Linked DNA regions of Mus musculus: region 2 is linked to region 1. A link is a contact called in public promoter capture Hi-C data. All regions are on one chromosome and are shown on one strand. Each heading gives the region's core, a stretch centred on a gene start, on an enhancer-like site or on the middle of the called end of the contact. The rest is flanking DNA. Distances are from core to core; before and after follow the strand shown.

Region 1 (6,704 bases), core at 2,650-5,149:
CTTTCTGGGGCTCAATATGGGGCCCCCTTGGCAAGTCTCACTGTCAGCCATGTGAAGGTAAAATTAAAAGGTCACAAGCGGCCAATAGCGGGAGGTAGCAGCCAAAGCAGAAAGGGGGACAAGCAGAGGCTCAAGCAGTTACAAAGGGGACAAGAAACCATGCAAGGAGACTGTTTATTTCGAAAGGATTTTGCAATAAACACAGTGAACAGGCTCCAAGTAGCGGTCTACTCTTCTCCCTCATCCTCGTCCTCATAGGAGTCGATGCCTACTTCCTCATAATCTTTTTCCAGGGCAGCCATATCCTCTCGAGCCTCAGAGAACTCCCCCTCCTCCATTCCCTCACCCACATACCAGTGTACAAAAGCCCTCTTGGCATACATCAAGTCAAACTTGTGGTCCAGACGGGCCCAGGCTTCAGCAATGGCGGTTGTGTTGCTCAGCATGCACACAGCACGCTGCACCTTGGCCAGGTCACCCCCAGGCACCACAGTGGGTGGTTGGTAGTTGATGCCAACCTTGAAGCCTGTGGGGCACCAGTCCACAAACTGGATGCTGCGCTTCGTCTTGATGGCAGCTATGGCAGCATTCACATCTTTGGGCACCACATCTCCACGGTACAGCAGGCAGCAGGCCATGTACTTGCCGTGCCGAGGGTCACATTTCACCATCTGGTTGGCAGGCTCAAAACAGGCATTGGTGATCTCTGCCACTGACAGCTGCTCATGGTAGGCCTTCTCTGCAGAAATGACTGGTGCATAGGTAGCCAAGGGGAAGTGGATGCGAGGGTAGGGCACCAGGTTGGTCTGGAACTCTGTCAGGTCCACATTGAGGGCCCCATCAAAGCGCAAGGAAGCTGTGATGGAGGAGACAATTTGGCTGATGAGGCGGTTGAGGTTGGTATAGGTTGGACGCTCAATATCTAGGTTACGGCGGCAGATATCATAAATGGCTTCGTTGTCCACCATGAAGGCACAGTCTGAGTGTTCCAGGGTGGTATGGGTGGTCAGGATGGAGTTGTAGGGCTCCACTACAGCCGTGGACACTTGGGGGGCTGGGTAGATGGAGAATTCCAGCTTGGACTTTTTGCCATAGTCAACAGAAAGCCGCTCCATCAGCAGAGAGGTGAAGCCAGAGCCGGTGCCCCCTCCAAAGCTGTGGAATACTAGGAAGCCCTGAAGTCCTGTGCACTGATCAGACTGAAAGGCAAGGAAGAAAGAGCAATATAGGTAGGGGAAAGGCCTGAGGAATTTTCTAGTTTTGTAAGGTCTAAAGTATCTCAGATGTTAGGACAAAGTCTGAATATCCCCTAACAGCATCAATTTCTGAGACACAACTAGTGATCATCCTAGAAATGGATCCGAAAAAAATACTTTTCCTGAGCACAGAGTCCAAAGCTCCCTCCTCCCTGCCAGGCTGTATGTAGTCTCACCAGCTTGCGGATCCGGTCCAGCACTGGGTCGATGATCTCCTTGCCAATGGTGTAATGACCACGGGCATAGTTGTTGGCTGCATCTTCTTTCCCAGTGATAAGCTGCTCTGGGTGGAAGAGCTGACGGTATGGGCCATTTCGGATCTCATCTGAAAAACCATATATCACATTGCAAAAACCACCTGACTCTGCTCCTTCCCCCTCCCCACCCACTGAGTGGCAGCTGAAGCCAGATAGATAAAAGAGCTAGCTCATCCTTCTGCCAGCATCCATCTTCAGCTTCAAATAAACCAAGAGGCTTCAAAGATCACAAAAACCCAGCCAAGACATTCTTCAAGAGACACTCCACTTTCCTCAAAAGGGGACCCCTCCCCCCCTTGCTCACCGATTACAGTAGGCTCCAGGTCCACAAAGACTGCCCGAGGCACATGTTTTCCAGCTCCAGTTTCACAGAAGAAGGTGGTGAAGGAGTCGTCCCCTCCACCAATGGTCTTATCGCTGGGCATCTGCCCATCAGGCTGAATCCCATGTTCCAGACAGTAGAGCTCCCAGCAGGCATTGCCCATCTGGACACCTGCCTGCCCCACATGGACTGAAATGCACTCGCGCTGAGGGATACAGAGAAGGTCACAGCATAAGTCCTTACCCACAACTACCCACTTCATTCGGTTCTTTCTCACCCTTTTGCCTATTGGCTGAGATTACTCAGTTGGTAAAAGTATGGTAAGGTTGGGACTCATGGTGGTCAGAAGCAGCTGGCAGCCTCTCCAGTCTCCTCAGCACAGGGCTCCCCAGACTGGAGGTAGCCAGCAGGGCAGACCAACCCCTTAGCCTACTTCTCAGTAGAGAATTTACCAAGTGAGAGCTGTATAATCCTGTTACATCCACAGGATACACAGGACAGAGAGGACATGCACACCTGACAGGCAGGGCTTCAGCAATTATAATAAGGGTGCAGGGAGAGAAAGACACAGAGAGGGATAGACACCGAGAGACAGAAGACTTTCCAGTTGCTTCCAGATCGTGCAGCGTCTAGAAATATGTTTTATAGTTTATAGCCAGCAGCTTCCTCCCTGGTTAATCTTTGCCTTGAAAATTCTCACAACCCTCTCCCCTTCTTTCCTGTGGGCAAAGAGGTGTCTCAACCTTCCATCTGGTATCAACTGACCATTCTGGCCTTCAGGATGCTAGAACCTCCACTTTTAAGTTCCATCTGGCCCTGAGGGATCAATCCCATCTGGCTCCTCTCCCCACCTCCACCCTCACACTCTGCGTTGCTTCACCACCTCCATCCTCGCCTCAGCCCACATGGAAATAGCAGCGATAATACGGGTAAACGCTGACGGCAGGGGCAGGCAATACAGGTATACATACTGGAGCCCTGGCAACTTAAGGCTACATCTAGGTGGTCCATAATTTAACCCCTGCAACGCCCAGGTCTATAGAACCTGTGCGCCTCCCTTTTCACAACCAAATGGCGCGTGGGGGCGGGGTGGGGCACGACAATTTCTAAATACCCAGAAAAGGAAGTGGAACCTGCTAGGAGGCCCTTGAGGAAACCCGCCTTGCTGCACAAGCCAGGGGAACGCCATCTGTACCTGGGCCCTACGTCTGCTCTCCCACTGGAGTCTTTCCAGTTACTTCCCAGTTGAAAGCTCGGGTTGGATTTCTGCCCCCGCTCCGGGCTATAAATACAAACCCCTTCATACACCTCTCTCCCTTCCCCCGCCACCTGGCCGAGGCCGGGGCTGTCGATCAGCGCCAGCTGTCTCTGCCTGTTCTCCGAGCACCCGCGAGCACCCGCACTCGGGTAGGAGGGGCCCGCTGGCCTCCCGAGACCGAACCCCATTCCCGCCACCCCTCCTGGCTCAGGAGGGGGTGCTGAGTCATGTGGGGGGTGTAGATGGGAAGAAGGCACACGGAGGAAGACGGGGTGCGGTACCAAGTAACCCCTTAAACCAACCGGCGCCAGGCACGTGTTCGGTCAGTTCCAGGGACTCACTCAGGGGGTATGGGTGGCGGGGGCAGCTGAGCAGGTCTTCTGCTGCCGGAGGAGAGCACTGGGTACGGAACCTCGTGACTCCCCTCAGGAGGGTTGGAACACAGACGCTTGGTAGGGCAGGAGGACACTACAGAAGGGCTCCTCTCTGCTAGTGAAACACCCTCCCTCAGTCCCCAGCTTCTGAAGGTGGACAACACACTAGGTCAAAGTCACCGGGAGAGGTGGGGGAAGTGCAAAACTCTTACATCTCCTGGAAACTCGGAATGCTAAGGAAAGGGTCTTCAGATCTCTAGTGGAAGGTTCCCCCAGAGAAGCGGGACATTTGTTTATAGGACCGGAGAGATCCTGGCGGGGCCTCACTCACCATGATGAGTTTGGGCTGTACGTCTCACGTAGAGTCGGGGTCACGGGTCTCGGTGAGATCTGCGGAGCTGCAGTGCCGCACCGCTCTTATAGGCAGGAGGCGGGACCTGCGCGCTCAGCCCGCCCACCATGGGGCGGGGTGGTTTAAAGACTACATCCCCGTCAGGATAGGTGGCCACCAGGGGAGTGAAACCTAGGCGTATCCCCTCCCCTTGCCGCTCCGGATTCTCTCACCTGTCGGGTTTGGCTTAGAAGCAGCGGCCCATATTCGTTCCTAGTTTTGAGCCGATGTCCCGGATTCCGAAGGTCCGAAGCAGAGACGCAGGGTGCGGTGGCGGAGCGTGTCTCGAATGCACCCGCGTCATGTAGACGCTCATGGTGCAGGTATTCCGATTTAGGGCGGATGAAGCTCAAGCAATCCTTCAAAAGCGGCTGTCCCCGGCCTTCTCCGCTGTCCTCCCAGCGTCGCCTCCCGGGCTCGGGCGGGTTGGGCAGCTGGGACTGGTCGCCCGAGACCCCCTTACAGCAGACCGCCGCCTGCTGGTCCCCGGCCGAGTTGGTAGGCTTTCGCCCACACCTGTAGGAGGCCGAGGACCTAGAACTACAGAGCCTGAGCCCCAGGGTGCCGATCCGGTAGACTATCCCTCAAAGCCGAGCGGCGCAGCCAATCTGTGAGGGCCGACGCGAGAATCTGCCACCTTTCACCGGCCAGGCCACTCGCTGGTCAGAGGCTCCGTCATTAGCGCCGTCACTATTAGTTAGCTCCCCGCCTCGACCACCTACCTGCTGCGGTGGAGCACAGAACCTGGAGCCTCTGGAACAGCATCCGGTCGGCCTTATGCAACCTTGGGCAAGTGACTTAGTGTCACTGAGTTCTTGGCTTGTACAGTCGAAGAGATACCTCCTTTCTACGTTTTATTTCCATTTCGTACTAGGACAGGCCTTTCTAAAAACTATTTCTGCTTTCTCAGACATACATCACCCCCACCGGAAAAAAAATCCCTCAGGAGGAGCCCAGGTGCTGGTTTTCATGGCCATAAAAATTCTGACTCCTAAGGTAGTCATCACTTGAAAAAGATTTCACCAGCATGGGCTTCCATTCTCTTCTTAGGGACAGAGCTGTTTGTCAGCATAACACAAGGCCGAAATATATACAGCAATGGCAGACGTTCTATCAACAAAGTAGCTAGTGGCATTTGACTTAAGAGAAGTCATAGAAAAGAATACAATACATTTCACAAGATCTCTTTCTAGTCCTTGACATCTGGTTAGGAGAATTTCGTTGGGAGAGGCTGAGTGTGTAGTTCGGTTGGTAGCATGCTGTCATCATTTGTGAAGTTCTGGGTTTGATCCCTAGCACCATGGTTGGGAGAGGGTCTCCTCTGTAAAAAGAAAATGGACACGGACATTTGGTTAAGCCGCTTGCAATCATGGGTCATGGTCTGTGCAAAGGAATGAGTCTTGATGATCACAGGACACAGTGGCCACTCTGAAGATCTTCTCGTTTCCTATGAACCCACACGGCACAAGGGATAGAAAAAGATCTGAACAATTAGGCAAAACTCTAAACCTGTTTGGCCTTCAGATTCCGTTCTTTGTAAAACTGAGGTAACCACTTCAGTCTTGAGGTCAGACAGGCACAGGATTGTGTACAAGGCTAGCAGAGCAATGTATAAGGAGCCACCTGAGCCCCCACAGCTTCCACTCACACTTAGTATATGCACAGCACACCTGTATGTGCTGTAGCTTATGAGCCAAGGCAAGGACTATGCTGCGTCCTTCTTTGGGTCCCTGGTTTTTAGTATGGTACTTGGGACATTTGATAAGCATGTATTCATTCAATGAACTGTTGTACTTCAGAGATGGGGCCCTCAGGGAGTTGCAATTGAGCAGCTGATAGACCAAAGTCCCTCTCTGAAATGTTTTATTCTGCTAGGGGGTACGGCGTAGTGGTAGAGAGCTTGCTAGGTATGTACAAGGCCCTGTGTTCAGACCCTAGAACTGCAAAAAGCAAACAAACAGAAGAAGAAAGGTTTTGTTTGGATCTTCATGGTGTTTGGCATAGGAAAAAAAAATCAAGGACTTTGGGGTTGAGGTACCCTCCAAGTCACCTCCATGTCAGAAGAGTCCCTAGGACTCGGAATTTTCACCAGCTTGTGTTCCTGGCTATGGTTGATTGCAGTTATATAGTAATGATGGACAGCTGGGTCCAAAGGAGGGAGGGTCCAGGCAGGGTCTCCGGAAGTTTATGCCTTTTAATCCCCATCAGGGTTCACAGGAAGCATGCTCTTCCTTTAATCATCAGAACATTTCCCTGCAATATGTCTGTCCATGAGTGGGGAGCCAAAGAAGACCCAAGTGAGCATGGAGGGGGTGAATGGCACCCTGAGCTAATGTGTATTTTTGACATGGGTTCAGCCATGTCAGGGACCAACACCCCAGACCAATGGGAGAGCACCAAAGCTTTCTTTGGTCAGGCTAGGAATAGCAAAGCCTTCCTCTGATCCAGGCATGAATGATGATGAATCATAGGCCAAACTAGCAACCATAGCTTCCCCGGATGTGTACAGCCCGAGCCTGCTCCCCTACAGAGCCTAACCACTCTGCCTGTGCTGGACATAATAAAAGCACTCAGGTTCTAGTTCTTTCTGTAGTCAGTCTCCGTCACAGTGCTCATGGTCACCCTGTGTTGTGGATAGCCCTGGGACTAATTATATTTGATGGTAATTCCATTCTCCTCTGAGTGGCTGAGAACAAGGAATGAGTCAGCACTCGGTGACTTCCTGTAAACCTGCTTCCCACCTTAATTTGTAAAATAAAGGAGAGCTGATGTTTGGGCAGATAAAAGAAGGTAGAGAGAGAAGAAGGAGAAAATGGAAGAGGGAGAGGACACTGAAGAGGAGGAGG
Region 2 (6,704 bases), core at 2,316-4,815, 290 kb after region 1:
GGATAAGTGGCGAAGGGTTAACTTACCAAGGTGAGCAGAACCGTTGAACACGACATGGGGACTGCGGCCATGTTCACTGACTGTGCAGATGCGGAAGTGATAGTCACCCTCGGTGGGTACACAGTCCCCGGGCACCTCTACGGCTCCCGCCTTCTCAATGCTGAAGCACTGGATCCAATCGTCAGACCCCACTTCCTGCCGCTCTAGGCGGTAGATGAAGGAGGTCTCTGGAGGTGGCTCTGGGGGCTTCCAGGTCAGCAGAACCTTGTTCTTTTGGCCTTTGAACATCTCAACCATTACGGGGGGCCCGGGAGGACTGTGCTTGACACCTAAGATAAAGGTGGGATCTTCACCTGAGCCTTGTACACGTCCCCATCAACACTCCTGCTTTAAATCCACCTTCCCAACCCAGGCACTGGCAACTGGCAACGCCCCTGCCCCCCCCCCCCCGCCCCCGTTTATAAGTGTTCACGCTCTCACATTTGACTCTGAGCAGGGTGGTGGTACGGGAGTTGCCCAGGCTGAAGGTGATCTCTCCAGCATCTTCTCGGGTCACCCCTGGAAGGACCAGGGCATGCATATGACCACAACTGCTCTGGCAGGTGTCTGGCAGGTCCTCCCCATCACGGCTCCAGCACCCCTGCACCCCAGCTTCTTGAGTCTCCACCAGCAGTACTGCGTTCTCTCCTTCCAGGACGTCAAGCTTCCGGGGTAAACGCTTCAGGATGGGTCCTGAGACGTGGATGGGAATCCGTCAGCCCAGGCACGAGACACCACCAGGTCTCAGCCTCCTCCCACTGGCCAGCTGACCTTTGACCGTCACATTGGCCACAGTGCGCACTCGGCCCCGCATCTCGCACAGATAGACGCCATCATCATCGGCCTTCAGCTTGTGGATGACGAGGCGTCTCACAGCGCCCTCCTCGATCTGCTCGTACTTGCGGCAGGGTAACAGCCGTTGGTCCTCCCGGAACCAGGCGGTGGGAATTCGAGAGTTAGGTACTTTACACTCCAGCACCACAATCCCGTGTTCCCGACCCTCCACATCCTGCAGGGGCCGGGTGAACCGTAGGCGGGGTTCTGTAGAAAGAGAAGGAGAGAAGGCTCAGGAGCAGGAGCAGGAGCGAGAGACTAGCTGAGGAGGATAACACATACTTGCTCTTCCTAGCAGGCTAGGAATGGCGGCCGAATTCCCAGCTAAGTTAGTTGGCCTAATTCCCAGCCTGACCCCGATATCACCTTGGACACGTCTTATAACATTTCTGGGTCTCAATCTGCTCATGTGTTAAATGGGGGAGGGGAGGCGGCAAACATTCAACCAGATCAGTGGTTTTCAAACCGTCCCTAACACTACACAGCATCTCCCAATTCTTCAAGGATCTGCATTGAATTTCATTTTAATATAGCATTCTAAGCATTTCAAAACCATATTTCGGAACTTGGAAACCACCAGAGAGTTAACTTGCTGAGGAAAACAAGGTTTGGCCCCACTGGGAGAAGTTTCTTTACTTTCTTGAGGACATTGCAGTTTCTCACTGGCCTGGCAAGTCTGAGCAGGACGCAGTGAGGACACTGTCACAGCTCGGATACCACACACTTGGTTAAGTGTCAGGCAGGACTCAAGGGAACTTCCCAAGCATGTTTTCCTTGAAGGAACAAGTTGGGCAATCACCAGTGAAAATGTAACCCCTCAAATCGTGGTGGTCAAGTCCTATTAAGGGGAGCCTTAGCTTCCAATGTGACTCGAGAGTGCCTTGTTTTCTCTGGATTTTCTGTTCATGGGTACTGAAAACGTGTAAGGTCACCTCTCCCCCCCATCTCTTTTGCTTTCATCTTCTTTGAAACTTAAAAGAATCCAGACTGGCTGGTGTTTTTCCTCTGACACATCCACCTCTCCTGTGAATGAGCAGTGGCTGCTGGGAGGTTTGCACCAGCCTTCCTAACAGATTCCGGGCCCCCGAAGCTGTGAACACAGCCTCCACTCCAAATGTGTGTTTTCAATACAGCAGCCCCCTTTTTCTCACCGATTAGCATATTATAAATTTAGCCCTAGTTATTTACTCCCACAACATGCTCCTATTATTTTACAGATATTGCTACCAATGGGAATCCAGTTGGGAAAGAAGGCCTAAAAGAAAGAATAAAGGATAAGAATGTTCTAGGATTGTTAAGATTTACACAGTCTATTCCTTGGCTTAGTGGTTTTTACCACCTGGGTAGCTGGCTAAGAAATTCATCAGTGTACTGGAATTCAATATTCCTCCGGACATGGGGGTGGACATGAGCAAGAAGGACCTCTGGGGGCACTGGAAGCACGGTGCTCTACCTTTCACGTGCAGCTGGACCGCGCTTAGGGTCTGGCCCGCCGAGTTGCGCGCCGCGCACACGTAGAGCCCACGGTCCTTGGCCTGGCAGTAGAGCACCTTAAGTACAAAGCCGCCGTCGCGGTCGCGGTACATGAGGCGGCGGCGATCGGGGAGCAGAGGGCGGCCCTCCAAGTGCCATTCGATCTCGGGCTCAGGTTTGCCCATCACGTAGCAGCGGAATTTGGCGTGCTTGCCCTCGTTCACCCAGAAGGTCTTGGGCGCGCCTTTGAGCGGCTCCAACACGGGTTTGGGGTTCTCATCGGGATCCTGGGGCGGGCTCTCGCGGGGCTGGTGCACCTGGAGCAGCGCGCCCGCCTGCGCGTGGCCGTGCGCGTTGCGGGCGTGACACACGTACACCCCGGAATCGGGCAGCCGTGCCGCCAGGATGCGCAACGTCAGGCTCGCGCCCTCGTCACTCGCGCCGCGGCCGGGCTCCAGCTTGAAGTGGCTGCTGTCCCATACTTCGTCCAAGGCCATCCCATCCTTCTCCCAGTACAGCTTGGGCTCCGGAAGGCCTCCCACCTGGCACGTCAGCACCACCTCCTCCCCTCGCAGCACCCACTGGGACTGGGGCCCCGTCAGGAACTTCGGGGCGCCCTCCCCGGTGCCCGGTGTTGGCAGCGGACACTCGGAGGACTCGGGCTCCGGCTCGGGGGCCGGGGGTTCCAGCACGGTGACGGCGGCCGCCGCGTAGGCCTCTCCGGCCGCGTTGCGGGCGCGGCACACGTAGACCCCGGCGTCGGTGGGCAGCGCGCCGCTCAGCAGCAGGCCGTGCTCGGCGCCGTCCTCCGGAAAGCTTAGGCGCTCGGAGGCCACCAGCTGCTGCCCGCCTTTCTCCCACACGACAGTGGGCGGCGGCTCTCCCAGGACCACGCATTTGAGCTCGGCCTCCGCTCCACTTACCACCCGCACGGGCCGCGGGAAGCGTAGGAAACACGGGGGGCTCCCCTGATCCCCTGATCCGGCCTTCATTGCGGCCGCTGCAGATGGCTCGCCTGGGCGCGCGGGAAGGCCGGGAGCCGAGACCAGGGCGTGGCGGAGCGGGCGCCGGGACCGGTGGGACTCCTGTGACCGCTCGCCTCTTTACCCTGGACCCTGGCCGCAGCCCTGCTACGCGGCAATTCCCGGGCCGGGAGCCCAGAGCTCAGGGGGCTGTCCTTCCTGTTTGCCTGCTCAGCGAGGGGCCCTACAGCCTAGACTGCCCGCGGCCGGGCTTCCTGCTCTTGGGAGTCTCTCTTTCCAGCCCCCTCCCACAGCCTGGGCCTCTTTCTCCTCCCTCCCTCCCACCTCCGGCCTCCAGGTCTCCAACTGCGGGCCTGGCTTGGGCTTGAGTGACTTTGTCGCCTGCAGCTGCCAATCCCAAAAATATTCTCTGATGACACAGCTGGAGGACAAGAGCTCAGACTGGCTCCTCCAGGCTAAGTATAGAGCAGGCGGGACCACCTGCCCTCGGCCCAGAGCCTCAACCCTAGGTCTACCCTCCCACGTTGGCCTAGCAGCTGCTAGGATTGAAAAGAGCGCCAGAAAGTCTGAGGGGGGTGGTGCATTCTGTCCTTCTGACAAATGATTTGATGACTGGTCAACCTTAAGCACCCAGGCACCTGTGGTACCTGATGTAGATTCTATGTGTGTGTGTGTGTGTGTGTGTGTGTGTGTGTGTGTGTGTGTGTGTGTGTATTTGAGGAGTGGGTTGTATGCTTGCCTGAATGGGTCAGGTCACTTGGGGTGAATACCCATCACAGCCCCTTCCCCCACATTCTTGGCGGGAGTGGGAGATAAGGCTCAGGGCCACAGACATCTGCGTCAGAGATAGGAGGTCTCAATGCCATGGGCAGGGGCGACTGGGACTGTGGGGCGTGGGAAGGACTGGGGGAGACTGGGGTGAGAAGGGTAGAAGAAGGCCAGCAGTGGGATGGGGAGGGGACAGTGGGGAGGTCCTAGACAGAAAGGGCACAGGGCAGCGTGTGGGTTCCCTGTCATCAGGGCAAGTGAACTATGGTGAGCCAGCGGTCTCTGCTGCTCCTTTTGCTGTTGACCCTACGGGATGTGGACAGCTGCCAGGGACCCGAACTTGTCCGGGAGCTCGTCCTGGCCAAGGTGAAGGCTCTATTCCTAGATGCCTTGGGGCCCCCAGCAATGGATGGGGAAGGTGGGGATCCTGGAATAAGGCGTCTGCCTCGAAGACATGCCGTTGGGGGTTTCATGCACAGGACCTCTGAACCAGAGGAGGAAGATGTCTCCCAGGCTATCCTTTTCCCAGCTACAGGTAATGAAGTTGGGGATTGGCAGGTCAACTTTGAAGAGTAGCCGGTACCTACTTCATGGGCTTGGGAATCAGGCAGCTCTGGGTATGAATGGCAGCCCCACAACTCAGCTGGCTTTGCGGCAAGGGGCCAGTTCCTAAGCCCCTCTGATCGACATCAAACAGGTGGTAGCCTCTACCTCAACATCAGATAGGTGGTAGCCTCTACTTCTCAAGCGGGACTGATCCAGTGAGCCTAGCATGCCTGGAATACAAAAGGGGAAGCTAAGGCTCTGTAGAGACAGCTTCTGTTGCTGCCTGTGGTCTGTCCTGCGTTTTGTGCCCCCTACTCTCCCCAAGCCCCATCTGGCTCACTCTGAGGTCTCCTCGCTTCCCTGCCTTCATCTCCAGGCAGCGTAGTAGTAGTACCGAAAGTATGGATTTCATATCAAGTGGAATCCCAGTCTTGCCACTTACTAGCTGACTGTCAGCCGCCTCAGTGTCTTGTCTTGAGAATGGATCAGTTGTTAGAATTTGTAACGCGAGGGACTGTGTTCTAGTACGGCCCCAATTGCAGTCTTGACTACAGCTGGCCCATAATATTTCCCATAGTCTGTGTCCACTGGACCAGAAATGGCAGCTACACTTCCCTGGGAAGGGCTGACCTCTGCTCTCTTCTCCTTTCCCTTCCATTCTTTCTCTTTTCCTCCTCCTCTGTCTTCGTTAGTTTATGCATATGCCTGGAAATGCGGGGAGGTCAGAGGTTGACCCTGAACATCTTCCTTAGTCACTCTCCACCATTGTTTTTGAGTCAGTCTCTCACTGAACCAGGACCTCACTAATTAGTTAGCCTGACGGGTGTCTGTCTCCTCGGTCCTGTGAGATCGCATCCAGTTCTTTATGTCGGTCCTGGGATTGAACTCTGGTCCTAATGCAGACACAACAAGTACTTCAACTGAGCTGTCTCCCTACCCTGTAAGCTGTCTTTCAAAAACACGGTGCCTTTAAGAAATTTATCTTTTCAGGGCGAGGGGAGAGTATAGGGGGCTTTGGGGATAGCATTTGAAATGTAAATGAAGAAAATAATTTTAAAAAGAAATTTATCATTTAAAGTTTCTGACATGCTGAGATGGAGCAAAAGCAACAAAACACACCCATGCACCCAAGGTGTGAGAATCACTCCATGGTATCTGATGTACACTACCATAAGCTGCAGCCGCCAGCAGCCACGGGTTCCTGGCTTCCTGAAAGGAAAGCTGGGGATGGATGGCGAGGAAGGGGCGAGAAATAATGAGCCAAGATAAAGTCCTCTGATCAAGGCTCAACTTTAATATCCTAATGTCTGATCTTTAAAGGGAGGGGGGAATCCATCCCCCACTGTGCCAGGATCCCACTTTCTCATCAGGAAGACAAGCTCGGCTGCTCAGCAGGTAGCTTCTTGCAGGAAGCTGCAGATGTGCACAGATGTGGCAGACAAAACTTTACCTAGGTAGGAAGACTTCACCCTAGGTGAACTAGCAACTGTGGCAAAGAAGGTCTGAGCCAGCCAGCCTGCTCAAGGCTGGGGAGGGCACAATAAGCTTCATGAATAGACCTGAGGATGAAGTAGACAGTGAAATGGACTCTTACCCATTGCCCTTTATATTAACTGGTAAAACCCCTTGGGAGAAAATTTACCAATGTGGTGTTTTGATGATGAATAGAAAATTGGGGAGCCTCTGTTAGTTTTCCCAAGACTCCAGGGGGGGGTGTCTAAGTCTAAGTGACACTCGATTTTTGACATATAGTCAGCAAAATCAAGGCTACCCTCTCTTTCCTTTTTCTGCCTGTCCCCTGCAGGTGCCACCTGTGAGGACCAGCCAGCTGCCAGAGGGCTTGCCCAGGAGGCTGAGGAAGGCCTCTTCACTTATGTATTCCGGCCATCCCAACACATACGCAGCCACCAGGTGACTTCAGCCCAGCTGTGGTTCCACACAGGCCTAGGCAGGAAGAGCACAGCAGCCGCCAATAGCTCTGCGCCCCTGCTAGATCTTCTGGTGCTATCATCTGGGGGGCCCATGGCTGTGCCTGTGTCCTTGGGACAGGGCCCGCCACGC

The links. Capture Hi-C pulls out chosen DNA fragments and counts their contacts.
Region 2: a contact with region 1 is called in a promoter capture Hi-C map of pancreatic islet. The contact joins the promoter of Obsl1 here to the promoter of Tuba4a in region 1. A contact is called at or near these places in 2 of 39 promoter capture datasets (cranial neural crest and neural stem cells) and 3 of 9 other capture datasets (adipose tissue, liver and pancreatic islet).

The regions. Positions count from the first base shown.
Region 1 is chr1:75,215,395-75,222,098 of GRCm38.p6, forward strand. It overlaps Tuba4a (tubulin, alpha 4A), which reads right to left and starts at 3,900. Exons shown (of 4, transcript NM_009447.4): 1 at 3,799-3,900; 2 at 1,818-2,040; 3 at 1,433-1,581; 4 at 1-1,199. The coding sequence starts at 3,801. The coding sequence ends at 228. A630095N17Rik (RIKEN cDNA A630095N17 gene) reads right to left here. Exons shown (of 3, transcript NM_001243090.1): 3 at 4,701-5,179. The coding sequence ends at 5,066. Stk16 (serine/threonine kinase 16) reads left to right here. Exons shown (of 8, transcript NM_011494.5): 8 at 1-212.
Region 2 is chr1:75,502,887-75,509,590 of GRCm38.p6, forward strand. It overlaps Obsl1 (obscurin-like 1), which reads right to left and starts at 3,566. Exons shown (of 20, transcript NM_178884.5): 1 at 2,327-3,566; 2 at 811-1,080; 3 at 481-732; 4 at 27-329. The coding sequence starts at 3,338. Inha (inhibin alpha) reads left to right here and starts at 4,191. Exons shown (of 2, transcript NM_010564.5): 1 at 4,191-4,632; 2 at 6,448-6,704. The coding sequence starts at 4,362.